Linked DNA regions of Sus scrofa: region 2 is linked to region 1. A link is a contact called in public targeted proximity ligation data. All regions are on one chromosome and are shown on one strand. The core of a region is the stretch at or near the end of the contact, and the rest is flanking DNA. Distances in the headings are between cores, read along the strand shown. Region 1 has its middle 20 kb from the start of IL1B. Region 2 has its middle 22 kb from the start of SLC20A1.

Region 1 (2,700 bases), core at 54-2,553:
GTTCTTATAGAGGAATCTTTTTTTTTTTTTTTTTTTTTTTTTGGTCATGTACACAGCATGTGGAAGTACTAGGCCAGGGATGGAACCTGTGCCACAGCTGTAACCTGAGCCACAGTAGTGACAACACTGGATTCTTAACCCCTAGGGCACCAGGGAACTCCAGAGGGGTCTTCATACTAGTCTTAGAGTGGAGGGTGGGTAGAAGGAGGAAGGCTGCTGGGTTTAGGTCCTGGACAACCGTGGATCCATTGCCCAGCTGTCTTTCACGGACTTTGCTGAGGTGACTCCGTAGGCAAGAGATCCTTAGCCTTGCTGGATGGTATCCACTGAAGGGATCTTATTATAGCCTTTACTTCCTTTTCTTTGGATGAAAGTTTAAAGGTCATCATTTCCTCTTGCAAAGGAAGTTCCACAAAATATTCCATTTCCAGCCTTAGAAATAAGTAACAAGACATCAAGGCTATTGCAAACACCCTGCTCTGGGGGAATTCCCAAGGAAGCGGAGGCAGAGTCCTGGGAGAGACAAAATGCATTCAGAGTGATTACTCAATAGCTGTAGCAGTAGCAGTAGCAAGGGGCAGAATTTCCCCGCACGTTTCTCAGGCTCTCATTTGCCAGCTCAGTCCATAAGTATTTCTATTGATGGAAAAAAAAAATAGCTGTGGGTAAAAGAATTCATTTTTCAGACATGAGCCTCCACCCAGAGTTGGCTTGGAGGCCTGTTTTACCTTTCCCTGGGAGGGCAGATGCGGCATCCCTGATTTCATTATTGGGGAAGGAAGAAGTGTGGGTATCTTGGTTGCATTTCTTCAAATTATAGCAATAAACAGAGTTGGATGTCCAGGGTGTAGACCTTCTACAGACTGTATTTGAATCCCTACCTGCCACCTTGGGGAGTTGGTTAGGACTATAAATGGTTCTGGGGCATCCCTCTCCTCTTTGGGGCAGAGAACCCAAAGCTCACTTTCTGTGGATGGAGGGTCTGTGGTTAAATGTGAGTAATGCAGCTGGATTGGAACCTGGAGAGTTACGTGCCAGAGTCTCATATGTCATTTGTCATTTGTCCGTGTGAATAGCTGTGGTATTGCATTCAAGGTTAAGGCCTTTCTACCATCTCTGGAGGGACAAAATTCCCTTACCAGGCTGAGATGCATCTGTAAGAGAGAAGCATTTTGCAGGGACTAATGTGTTCTTTTCCGATGCTTTGTTTTAAAAACATAGACATCTTACTCAGAGGAGAGAGCTTGGTGAATCAGAGCAGATCAGGAGGACCAGGCACGAAGAGGAAGGAAAAGTTCAGGGCACTGAGTATGACTGTATTGAGTAGGGTAAAGGGGAGAAGGCTGAAGAGGAGGGAGAAGTGGCTTCACCTTAACCCACTCCCACATCACATCGATGATAGTCATCTTGCACTTTATTGAAATAGCAAAGGTAATTGGATGGGAACTCTCTTATCTTCCCACTGAAATACTGAATCTACCTGCCTTGGCTTCTATTGCAGTGGGAGAGATGTCTCTAGGGACAACCCTTATCTTGAACTCTGGCTTTTAGCCCCCACTGGACCCTTCTCTCACTGATACCATCCAGTTCTCTCCGAGGTGTCTCCTCAAGTGTCTCCCTTGTGAAGAAATCCTCCCTTGACCCCGTGTCTTGTTCCAGCCACCACCCCACTTCTTTGTTCTTTCCCAGAGGTTGTACTTATATCCTTTCTTCATCCTGTACTTTTATCCTTTCTAATCCCCTGTTGCAGCAGGGTTTCTATATCTGTCAATCTACTAAGACTCTCAGGCTGAAGCCAACCATTGATCTCCATCTAGTAGCCACTTCTCTGTCCTCATCTGCCCCTATCCCTCAGCAGCCCTGGACACAGGTGGCCACTCCCTTGTTTTTGAAATACTTCCTTGCTTTGGTTTCTGTGACACCTAATTTTCCTGGTTTCACTATTACTTTTCCTCTGCCACAGCTGCCCTTTTCTATCACCTGCGCTAGTCTTTCCTCTCCTACCTCTCAATGTTGGCATGTCCCAGACTCAGCTCTGGGTTTGCCTTCTTCTCAGGAGGTCTAATTTCATCCTGTGCTTCATTTATCTTCTGTTTTCTGTCCATTCCCAAGTTTAGATCTCCAGCCTGTGTGTTTTCTCTGAGCTTCAGACTTGTATATCTGACTCTGATGTCTTCCTTTGAATATCTAATAGGTGTCTCAAATGAAACATGCTTAAATGAGAACCCTTGGCTCACCACCCACTTCAAATCCATTCCTCTCCTGGTCTTCCTCAGTAAATGGCACATAGATTCATCCAGTTACTATTTTTAAAAAATCTAATAAGTTATCTTTGCTTGGTTTATTCTCCTCTTTCACACATTCGATCTGCGAGGATAAGCATTACTTCTATGTTTAAATTAGTATCCAAAATCCTTTTATAAAAACAACATGGATGGAACTAGACATTATCACACTAAGAGAAGTAAGTCAGACAGAGAAAGACAAATACCATATGTTATCACTTATATGTGGAATCTAAAATATGACACAAATGAACCTATCTACAAAACGGAAGCTGACTCATAGACATAGAGAACAGACTTGAGATGACCAAGGGGGTGGAGAATTGGGGAGGGAAGGATTGGTACTTTGGGATGAGCAGACTCAAACTATTATATACTGGATGGATAAACAACAAAGTCTTACTATAGAGCACAG
Region 2 (2,700 bases), core at 60-2,559, 190 kb before region 1:
TAACCCCCTTACTGCCCAGTGATGCCCACGTGCTGGTGTCAGCAGCCGCGGGGGGGAAACAGAATGCCCCAGGAGGCTGTAAAATATGCTGTTTTGAATTCTCTCGTATCGCTTCTGTCTGGCGTAGGCGCAGTCTTGGTGCACTGCCATGCTCGCCCTCTCCAGGAAGACGGGACGAAAGGATCAGATCACTTCCTCCTCATCCCAGGACAGCCTGCTTGCCCCGTTTCTGCTCCCTCCTCAAAAATCTGTTTTCTGGGAGTTCCCGTTGTGGCGCAGTGGTTAACGAATCCGAGTAGGAACCATGAGGTTGTAGGTTTGATCCCTGGCCTTGCTCAGTGGGTTAAGGATGCAGCATTGCTGTGAGCTATGGTGTAGGTTGCAGACACTGCTCGGATCCCGCGTCAACTGTGGCTCTGGTGTAGGCCGGTGGCTGCGGCTCTGATTCGACCCCTAGCCTGGGAACCTCCATCTGCCTCAGGGAGCGGCCCTAGAAAAGGCAAAAAGACAAAAAAAAAAAAAAAAACACAAAAAGTCTGTTTTCTGAGGCATTGAATCCTAAAGCCCCTGAGCTAGAAGGGACTCGGGAGCTGTTTGTCCGGGAGTTGCCCTTTCAAATAACTCCAGAGGTAGGCAGGGAGCCTGTTTGTGAAGCTGACTTAGGGCGAGGTTATAGGGAATGACAGTGCGTGATGGGTGAGCTGGAGAGCCTTGCCTTGGGCAAAACCACCTATGTTCAGTTGTTTTTCTTTTTACTTTTTTCTTTTTATAGCTGCACCTGTGACATATGGAAGTTCCCAGGCTAGGGGTCAAATCGGAACTACCACTGCCAGCAATGAGGGATCCGAGCTGTGTCTGGTACCTACACCACAGCTCATGGCAATGCCAGATCCTTAACCCACTGAGCAAGGTCAGGGATTGAACCCTTATCTTCATGGATACTTGTCGAGTTCTTAACCTGCTGAGCCAAGATGAGAACTCCTCAATCGTTTTTCTAATTGTGAGTAAAATAAAACATGGCCCTGGGCTGGGTTGGGATGCTGGCTGCCAGGTCTCCCCTTCACTTTACAGTGAGAAACAGGTGTGGAGAGGGGAAACTATTTGCCCAAGGCAGTGCCCAGCCCCCTTTCTCAGCAGAATCTGGTTGCTTTCTGTTGTTTGTACCTTGGAGGCACAGGGTCAATATCAAGCTACAATAATTGTGGATGCCTTGGGCTTCCAGCTCAGCCTGCCCTGAGGCTGCTGATTCGTCCTGGATTGCTTCATTTCCTTCCTTGGCCACCAATCTCCTGTTTGGAGAAAGCAGCCTCCTCTGGAATACAGGGCACTCCTTTTCCTCGTGGTGACTCACAGCCTTGGAGCTGACTCTCGGACAGCCTGACTCCGAGACAGAATCCTCTCCTCCCACTGCTTTTTCCAATGAATAACCTTCAGCTGTGGCGTCCACTTCCTCCAGCCACCTCCCTGTGGCTGGCGCTTTTATTTACCCAGGGTTTGGTTTTTTTTTTTTTTTTCCTCTCTCCTTGAAATGAGGTCCTGCAGAGAAGGACCCCAGAGCCTTTCAACCATTTTTTTTTTTTTTTTGTCTTTTTGCCTTTTCTAGAGCCGCTCTCACAGCATATGCAGGTTCCCAGGTTAGGGGTCTAATCAGAGCTGTAGCCCCCCACCTACACCAGAGTCACAGCAATGTGGGATCCAAGCCATGTCTTTGACCTACACCACAGCTCACGGCTATGCCAGATCCTTAACCCACTGAGCAAGGTCAGGGATCGAACCCGAAACCTCATGGTTCCTAGTCAGATTCATTAACCACTGAGCCACATGGGAACTCCAGAGCCTTTCAACCTTGATTCCTCAGATCTCGCCAGGGAATAAGGATTAGAAGCATAAATGGCTGTTTTCCCATCACGAGTGAGGGACACAAGGATGCCCCATGAACTTGTCCAGGCTTCGCAAGCAAACCCACGGAGCATAGTATTTTACAAATCCAATCTTATATTTTGACTCGGGCAGTCTGGCATTGCTGCCCTCTCCAGGAGAATGGGCAGGATATGATGGGCTCCCTGGGGATGCTTCATTATGGCACAAAGCTTTCACTTCAGCAGCAGGAACTCTCAAGTAGTGGGAATGAGGCTCTGGCCCCATTACCAGCCCTAGAGACACCTCTGGGGCCTGAGGCTATTTAGCATAGAGCCAGTCCAGTGAAGAGCTCAGCTGCTTCTCACCATGACTAATCCCTTGAGGATTAGCACCAACTAACCCCACTGCCTTGTTGGTTGGACAATGTAACACCTCCCAAGCAGAAGAACAAAGATGACCAGGCCCTGAGAATCCACGCTCAAAAGAATATGGTCTTAAGAATATCATTTGAGGAATTCCTGTTGTGGCACAGCCAAAACGAATCCGACTAGGAACCATGAGGTTGTGGGTTCGATCCCTGACATCTCTCAGTGGGTTAAGGATCCATCATTGCTGTGAGCTGTGGGTAGGTCACAGACGTGGCTCAGATCCTGCTTTGCTGTGGCTGTGCTGTGGGCCTACAGCTATACCCTCCACTAGACTCATAGCCTGGGAAACTTCATATGATGTGGGTGCAGCCCCGGGGGGGAAACAGAATGCCCCAGGAGGCTGTAAAATATGCTGTTTTGAATTCTCTCGTATCACTTCTGTCTGGCGTAGGCACAGCCTTGGTGCAAAAAA

What was found.
Region 2: a targeted proximity ligation map of alveolar macrophages shows a contact between it and region 1. A contact is called at or near these places in 1 of 47 Hi-C or Micro-C datasets (embryonic fibroblasts) and 1 of 2 datasets of targeted methods (alveolar macrophages).

The regions. Positions count from the first base shown.
Region 1 is chr3:43,688,639-43,691,338 of Sscrofa11.1, reverse strand. No RefSeq gene overlaps it. Among named protein-coding and RNA genes, the nearest start is that of IL1B, 20 kb to the right of the region's middle.
Region 2 is chr3:43,881,385-43,884,084 of Sscrofa11.1, reverse strand. No RefSeq gene overlaps it. Among named protein-coding and RNA genes, the nearest start is that of SLC20A1, 22 kb to the right of the region's middle.